Linked DNA regions of Mus musculus: all the other regions are linked to region 2. The links are chromatin contacts, called in public Hi-C and promoter capture Hi-C maps. All regions are on one chromosome and are shown on one strand. The core of a region is the stretch at or near the end of the contact, and the rest is flanking DNA. Distances in the headings are between cores, read along the strand shown. Region 1 has its middle 20 kb from the start of Krt8. Region 2 holds the start of Npff (neuropeptide FF-amide peptide precursor). Region 3 holds the start of Itga5 (integrin alpha 5 (fibronectin receptor alpha)).

Region 1 (2,700 bases), core at 106-2,605, 540 kb before region 2:
TTCTCTGATTCAATATGAGCATGTCTGTATGTGCCTGCCTATACCTGTCTGTACCTGTGCACATACAACCTCTACAAAAGCTTGCCTCTGGTCCCAAAGGCACGTGGTACTCAAGCACACGTACACACGTGCTCACACACACACATGCGTACACACACGCACACGTACACACGCACATGCGTACTTGCAAACGCACATGCGCACTCACACGTACACACACATATGTGCACACACACGCACATATACACGCACGCACGCTCACGTGCACGTGCACATACAAGTTCACTCCCTGCCAAGCTTCCCTGGATGGGAAGGCTGTAGCTCCAGAGGGCAAAGGAGATGCTTCCATTTAGACAGCAGGTGTTCAAGACCACCTCTCTCCTGCCAAGCACCCCTCCCCTCACACAGGTCCTGTCCTAGCTCCGTGTGAGTTAAGGGATGAGAGCCTTGTGGTAGATACAGGAAATGCAGGCACAGCCTCCAGGGCCATAAGACTTACAGAGAGGGTCATCTCTGAACTAAGAGACCAAGTGCCCACCGAATGGACAGGCAAGGCATTGGAAGTGTATTTGGGGTCAGGCATACACAGCCGCAAAGAGCAGATAGTGCGTGGTTCCTTCGAGGATCCTGACAGGAGCCCGGCTGCTTTTGGCAGCAGAGAGAAAGGAATGGCTGCATACGTGGTCTCCAGTCACGTGAGGCAGGCCCTTACGCTAGTGGCTTCCTGTGTGTTCCTACTCAGTAAAACGGAGTCACACACACTAAACTGGGAAGCAAAACATTTAAGGTCCACTCTGGCATGACCCCAACTGTCCTCTCTGAGACCCCAGGACTACAGGGAGCTGGACCTGTGATCTGGGGACTCACATAGGCCAACTAAGCCCTAGTAACTCAGGTGTGCCCTTCTGATGCCGCCATGCTTGTGCCCCCTGGAGCCTGGTCTACCTCCTTCTCCATCCGCCAGCCTTAGGAGGCATGGACCTCCAGCCTCAGCCTCCGAAGGCTCTAAAAATGTTGCTTGGCTCCAGGAGCTAGGTGCTGCCTCCTGCTGGACAGATGGGGAACAGCTAGCAAGTGAGGCAATGTGGCTACAAGCCCTTGGTGCCTCTCCTCTGGTATTTAAACCCGCAGTGCACACTTTCCTTCACAAACAAGGCTGCCCAGGACATCTCACATCTCTTGGCATTCAGCTCCACCTCCCACCCACACTACAACAATGCAAGGTGTGGGACTCCCGTGGATAGAGACTAAAATCCACACAAATGTCACTCACCACGTCACGTCCTACCCAAAACAATAGGAGCTTCCCCTGATTAGCACAAAACATGCCTCTGTAGCCAATGATAGGCTGTGACCAGGACCCGCCCCGATCTCGCTCATGGAATGGGAGCTGCACGTGGCTGGCAAGCTTGGCTCTGGGTTTCAGAGCAGTTTCCTCCGTGCTCCTCTGCTGCCCTCTAGTGGAAAGATGGTGTACTTCCGGTGTACTCAAAAAAACGTCCCTCCATCGCACAGCCTTTCAGGATCTAGACACCCTGAGCAGCAGACTGGGAGGAAACGTTGAAAATCCAAGAGCTTGGAAGATAGGTCACATCCTGGGAGCCATCGGTTTGACAGAAGACAGGTCTGGCCATTGGATTCTCTCATACAGATGTCAACCTGTGCAGAAGGCTCTCTAATGAAGTATTTAAGAACCCCAAAACGTGCATTCCTAGAACAAAACTGATTTTCTCTGGAATTAAGAAAGGAGAAATAGGGCTGGAGAGATGGCTCCGCGGTTAAGAGCACTGACTGATCTTCCAGGGGTCAGGAGTTCAGTTCCCAGCAACCACATGGTGGCTCACGGCCATCTGTAATGGGATCTGATGCCCTCTTCTGGTGTGTCTGAAGACAGTGACACCTTTAACTTTCTGAAAGGCATTTTAGTGCAGTTTATGTATAACGCTAAACAAAGACCACCGAGGTTTTTTTTTTTTTAATAGCTAGCCCAGGCTCCCTCTGCTGCATTTCTGTGTCCTGAATCCTCACCCACCCACCCCACTCCAAGCACTGTGCCCCAAGACCAGCAGTGATTCTCAAAAAAAGAGAGGAGCCAGGTTTTGCCGTGTGTTCCTGTTCAGGGTCCTGTAGAGCTGTCACCGAGGCAAGCTTGTCCCTCTGGCCTCTGTGTCCCTGCTTAGAGTCAATTTCCAGAAACAGTTTCTAGTGACCCATTCGAGGATGGCCAAGATGGAGTCCTTAAATATTTGGACTAGTGGCTAGCATTTTAAAATCAGGTTTCAGGCTGGAGAGATGCTCGGAGTTGAGGGCACTGGCTGCCCTTCCAGAAGACCCGAGTTCAATTCCCAGCCCCCACATGGCAGCTCACAACTGTCTGTCCAGCTTCAGCAGATCCAACACCTCACATAGACAGGCAGGCAAAACACCAATTTACATAAAATAAAAATAAATAATTTTTAAATAAATAAATATAGAAATCTGGTTTCATATAAAATTTCAGGTCTCTACTGCAAAGTTGAAACTTGTGGCCACTCTGGAACCAGATTCCTTGGCAGAAACCAGGAAAGACCACAAAAAACGAGGGCTGTGGCTGCCCACTCTCCTTAGCATTGAAAGATGCTGGTGGACACTGGCCAGACAGAAGAATAAGCCATAAATGAGAGCCACCAGTAGAACTTTGTGAGAGACTCACTGTGTATC
Region 2 (2,700 bases), core at 180-2,679:
GAGCCTGAGTGGGCTCTGCCAGTGCCTAGTGGAACTGTCCACCCAGCCAGCCACTGTGTGTTATGGTTCTGCAACCACCAGGGAGGCAGCCCGAGGTGATGCTGCTCACCGCGCCCTACAGTACCTCAGGATCATGGCGGGTAGCAAGTAGCATCCCACTGCAGTGATGGATATGCATCTTTTACTTCTTGCTCCTTCTGCCCCTGGGTCCATGTATCCACCTAGCTCTGGTACCCTCCAGAGGTGCCATCTCTACCTCTGACACAGCCTGTCTGCCTTGAGACTGAGGAAGGCACAGGCAAGCAAGGAGCCATGAACCACAGGGCCCCAGCCAGCACAGGATTTGTCCTCATTCCGTGGGTGATGGATGAATCTATTGGAGTCCTGAATAAATGCTGCTCTTTGGCTTCCAAAACCCTGCTCTCTCTGGCCTTGGGTCATGAGGGTATAAGGAATAAACATGGTGAGCTTGTTCTCCTTTTGAACCCCTTGTTCTTTTTTGTTACCGAGAGGAGGCAAGGTGCAGTAGTAGCCTTGGGGATCCTTAACAACAGAATGGCTAGAGACTGAGTGGAGGTGAAGGGGGGCTACAGCTATTGCCCTTGGGCTCCCACCTGCTCCCTGACAGTCTTGTCCAAACACAGGGATTCTGAAGCCAGCCGGACCATTTTTATTTGGGGGCACACAGGGAACATGGGGAAGTGGTTTTGCATGCAGGCATCACAGCTGACGATGCTACTTCTTCCCAAAGCGCTGAGGAGCGGCCAGGCTCCAGAACTGTCTGGCCTGCGGATTTAGCTGTTCCTTGCTCCAGGACCCCCATGCACTTCTGCCAAACCTTAGGAGAGATTCATCCTTAGTTGGCACTCCCTCCATCTCACCTTCTCTCACATCTTCCTCTGCCCTCCACCCTTCTCAGCCTCTTCCCTTTGGAACTCACCTCTGGGGCTGAAACAGGAAGGCTGGGCTCCTTCTAGGTGTGTCCATGGCCTGGAGCAGAACACGAAAGAGGGACCCAGGAGTCTGGATCCTGTCTGGAATGTGGGCATACTGTGGTGGGTGGGGTCCCTTATCTTCTCCCTGTGATGAGAGAGTGGCAGGGAAGGAACCTGGCAGTGTCTTGTACACTGAAGACATGGAGGGAAAGAATGGCTTCTAGGGGAAACTTGCGTGGGCTGAGAAGCCATTTCCCTCCCTTAGAAGCCAGACTTTTTGAAGACCTTAGCAGCCTGGGGAACACCAAACCCTGTATCATAAGTTTCAGCTGAAGGAGAGATGGCGGCTGGGTGGATGGGGCAGCAGGATGTTCACTCACTGCAAAGACTTGGTCTTCACCCCAGCTCCCTGCCTCTTCAGTGTGGCCCCAATTCAGCAGCAGCAGTAGCAGCAGCAGCAGAGCAGCCCACTTGGAGTCCATGCTGCCATCTGCCTCCTGAGTGCCCACGGTCTTCTTATACCTGATGTCCCTACCCCCACCTCACCGGCAGCCTGGGGGGAAATCTAGACAAGCAATGGAAATGCATGGCTCTATTAAGAGCCACCTGGGACCCCCCCTCCCGTACTCCCCTGGGGACTCTCTGCTCTTAGCTTCCTCCCCCCCAGCCTAAGCCTGGAGTTATATAGACTTTATTAGATGCATAAATCTTGTCTCCGGAGCTCAGGAAGCATCATTAATTGCAGACAGTTTGTCAGAGTTAGACCCTGGGGGAACCTTAGAAGAACCTCCAATCCTTCAACAGATTGGAGAAGCTTCAATTGATCACCTCTTGTTCCTGACTGGAGAAACTCCTGTCAGAATTGGGCATTATGTCCTGGATGGGAAGGAACTAGTGTTAAGTGCAGGCTAGGGTGAACCAGCTTGGTCCCTACTCCTGCCTGGAATGGGTGATCAGGACCACAGCCCCATTTCAATCCCCACTGCTTCTAGTCAGGTTAAATGTGGGTTCACTACCCTTTAAGATTTACCTGTGAATAGTTAAGTGAGAGATAGGAGACTCTTTTTGGAGCCTTACTGAGTAGAGGTGGCCTGTAAATTTTGTGGACAGGCCCATCTTTGCAAGAGAACTGGGGATTGGGCCTCCACAGCTGAAACTCTGCTGCCACCTTGTGGCCACTACTCTTCACTGCCACGTCCAGCCATTTCCCTTTCCATACATTTTGTCTAGGACTTGAGGACCTAGTTCTTTGGGGCCCAGAATTGTGACATTTTTCCAGTTCCGTCTGGTCAGCATGGGCTCTGCCTGGTTCTGGTTCTAATATACTACTGGAGCTGGCGACTAGGGTTCTGCTTTAGGGACAGACAATCACTCCAGTTCAGGGAAGGGTCCTTTAAAGGAGCTAGTCCTAACCTCACTTGCAAATCCAGGTGTCAGAGTACCATGTCTCTAGCCTAAACAGAAGAAGGACTGTCGGGGTTCTACCCCATGAGCAAAGCAAGCTGCTCACACTCTTTTTTTCCTCACTTACATATGGGAACAGTAAAATGAATTACTTGCTAGGAGAAACATTTGGGATGCATTTTGTAGGAAAGCACAGACCCGGTGTTTTCAAAATGTCAACTGTGATTCCCTTTGCTGTCCTCCCACTCCAGTCCTGGGGAACTTACCATCTCCAGAGAGTGCTGAGTGGGCTTTAGCTTCTTGGTGGCCTCTACCAGAGGTCCTAGCTTGTTCAATGGAGTCTCAGGTTATCTCTCAGTCA
Region 3 (2,700 bases), core at 22-2,521, 840 kb after region 2:
GAGCTAGAGCAAGAGGGAAACCGCCCACCCCCCTTCAGGCGCGCGCACTCACACCCCTCCCGACACATCCGTGCACCGCCCTGGATTGATCCGGCCACTAGCCCTAGTACCCCCAGTGCCAGGGTTCTGGGATTCTCCCCAAGTTCTTGGATCTCTTCGCCTGAAGAGACTGGGGGTGGGAGGCAATTCAGGAGAATGAGGAGAAAGGGGAGGGAGCCTTCGTCTTCCTCCCGGGTCTTTCCCGAGTCTGAGTTGATGGGGGAGGGGAGGATGAGACTGGCCCCCACATAACCTTCCGACCCTCTCAGTCTGTCTTTCCTCTTACGGCACACGCTTACCCAGCTCCAACCCTCTCAATAGCCCCACCGAGGATCTCGAGGTTCTTCCACTGCCTCCTAAGGCCCTGCCCGGCCTCCGCACCCCCCTCGACTCCCACCCGCCACAGGTCTCCCGCAGCCCACAGATCGCCAGAGACCCTAAGCTTTCTGCGCCCTCTCCTCCCGGTTGGCCCTTAGACCCTGCCTGTACTTCTCCAGCTTCTAGATTCGGGTCCTCTCCTCATGCCACACAAGTTTCGACACCGATCTCACACTCCACGTCGGCCACGGTCCCTCCCTGCTGCAGCGCGGGCCCCCAATTCTAGCTTGGGCCCCCAACTCAAGTCTTGGTCTTTCCAAACTCCGCCCTCCAACTCAAGTCCTGGTCGCTTCCAGTCCTCGGCGCGCCCCCAGTTTCCAGGTGGCCCCCTGCCCGCTTCCCGCCGCCAACCTCGCCACTCACCCGTCCCTTCCCGGCCGGTAAAACTCCACGGAGAAGCCAAAAAGGGAGCCGGGGGGCCCGGAGAGCACCGCCGGGGCCTCCGCGTCTAGGTTGAAGCCCCCAACCTGGAGTGGTGGCGGCCACAGTAGCAGCAGCAGAGGCAGCAGCGGCGGTAGGCGTCGGGGCCCCCAGCGCAGCAGCACCGCGTGGAGAGGAGATCGAGGCGACCGTGGCGTCCAGCTCCCCATAGTGCCCGCTCTTCCCTGTCCTGGGGCCACCGACCCGGAGCCGCTTCCTAAACCTCCCAGAGGCGAATGACTCAACGCGGGGAGGAGTTTGCCAAACTCCCGGCTGGGCCCTCCCCCCGGCCGCCGGGCCGGCTGGCGGGGGGGCATTCCTGGGTCCCGGGGACGCCGAGGCCGCGCCCCGCACCCGAAGGGGCGTGGGGGGCCGCACCTCTGAACCCTGGCTCCGGCCCCAGCTGGAGGCCGGTGGTCTGGCCTGGCTCAGACTGGGCGGGCTTGGGTTCTTCGCCCTCCTCTCCGCTTCCCCCTCCTCCCTCCCCCTCCTTTCCAGATGTACAACGTAAACGCTCGGAAAAGTAGTCGGAAAAGGGAGCAGAAAATTTCCTAATGAGGAAAGGAATCACCTCTGGGGGGCGGAGGGAGCCTGAATATTGTGTGTGTGTGTCTCCCTCATTTCTTCAGGAAAAAAACTTTGGGGTCGAGAGACAGGGGACTCCTCTGGCGTCCGGCCAACAGGGATTCCCCTTGCCTTCCGGGGCCACTGGGTGCCTGGGTTCTGGCCAGCTAGATTGGGACTCTGCAGCCCAGTCACTGAACGCTCCCCAGACAGCCTCCTGGGGTAGCTTCGTTGGCCTCGGGAATTCCGCGGCTGCCCCTCCCCAAGCTGATAGAGTGGAAAGCATAGGACTTTTGGGGTCTCTGACACAGGAGCATTGGGCTTTATTTGCTAACGTTGGGTTTGGAAGTCTCTGTTCTGGCCCTTTCTTGGATTTGATACCTGACCAAGTGGCCAACCTCTCAATTCAGTTCCTTCATCAGATTGCCTGATTTCCTGGATAAGCCCCAGAAAGATAAGTGATGGGTAGCAGTTGTGATGGTGGTGGTGGGGAGTCTTCAAAGGGAACCAACTTTCAGCTTCTGTTGGCCATCTGAAACCCAAGACACTTGCATTATTTGTGTAAGTAGAGGAAGGGGTGGTAGTAAGTGAAGGTACCTTGTTAGCCCCTAGCTCAGGCTGTGTGTGATGAGATCACCTTTCAGGATTCTGGTCTTTATCTTAGTCTGGGGGGAGGGGAGAGAGGCCTACAGTCTCCCCTAATCCCCTTTGCTTTCTACTCCCTTCTCAGCCTTTTTCCTCCAGGACTTCTCCCCTTTCAGAATAAGGCCCACAGAGTAAAATCCTGCCCTCTTCTTGCCCTTCTCTTTTGACCCGTTGTGGCCTGAGGGGATGCTGAATAAAAATCCCAGAGTCATTTTTTTTTTTTTCCTGCTGCATGCTTCCTCTCATCTGTTACTCTTACTCTGCTTTCTGTCCTCAGTCACCCAGCTAGATCTTCAAAAGCAGATCTCCAGGGCCAATTGCAGCCCCAGAGAGAGGCCAGCTGAACAGACTACAGCCTAACCCTGGCTCCATTCCACTTTCACATCTGCAGGTCCTGACCCTTCGTCAGGTGGGAAACATAAGGAATCTGTGGGTCAGGATCTGAGGCAAGCAGTACCCAAAGTCAACCTCTGGTGTGATTGGCCAGGGGGGGAACCCAGGTGAAGAGGAGAATGGACTTTTATTTACTGTTTATAGACATTCATGTGAGGCTTGGGTCCCACATGTGTGAATCCAGCCCTCTCCTTTCTCAGCCCAGACTTTTAGATTTTTTTCCCAGGATTTAGGAGCTGGGGAGGAAGGGGGGAGGTATAC

What was found. Promoter capture Hi-C pulls out the DNA fragments that hold promoters and counts their contacts. Hi-C and Micro-C count contacts between places; a contact is called where the count stands out from the background.
Region 1: a contact with region 2 is called in a Hi-C map of embryonic stem cells, with 4 times the contacts expected there. The contact joins the enhancer-like site here to the promoter of Npff in region 2. A contact is called at or near these places in 2 of 39 promoter capture datasets (cranial neural crest and pre-B cells), 1 of 15 datasets of contacts at CTCF or cohesin (embryonic stem cells), 3 of 484 Hi-C or Micro-C datasets (embryonic stem cells and erythroblasts), 1 of 115 datasets of contacts at active chromatin or transcription factors (microglia) and 2 of 9 other capture datasets (adipose tissue and liver).
Region 3: a contact with region 2 is called in a promoter capture Hi-C map of liver, with 2.8 times the contacts expected there. The contact joins the promoter of Itga5 here to the promoter of Npff in region 2. A contact is called at or near these places in 2 of 39 promoter capture datasets (liver and pre-B cells).

The regions. Positions count from the first base shown.
Region 1 is chr15:101,983,061-101,985,760 of GRCm38.p6, forward strand. It overlaps a transcript of Krt78 not described here. Among named protein-coding and RNA genes, the nearest start is that of Krt8, 20 kb to the right of the region's middle. Within about 2 kb of position 1,356, at least 318 of the 459 cell types and tissues checked have an H3K27ac peak or open chromatin away from gene starts, as enhancers often do. A contact at or near this core is called in adipose tissue, embryonic stem cells, liver and 1 more, where this site is marked.
Region 2 is chr15:102,523,192-102,525,891 of GRCm38.p6, forward strand. Npff (neuropeptide FF-amide peptide precursor) reads right to left here and starts at 1,430. Exons shown (of 3, transcript NM_018787.1): 1 at 1,316-1,430; 2 at 941-1,080; 3 at 648-838. The coding sequence starts at 1,417. The coding sequence ends at 736. Tarbp2 (TARBP2, RISC loading complex RNA binding subunit) reads left to right here. Exons shown (of 9, transcript NM_009319.3): 9 at 1-485. The coding sequence ends at 151.
Region 3 is chr15:103,365,520-103,368,219 of GRCm38.p6, forward strand. Itga5 (integrin alpha 5 (fibronectin receptor alpha)) reads right to left here and starts at 1,272. Exons shown (of 30, transcript NM_010577.4): 1 at 781-1,272. The coding sequence starts at 1,007.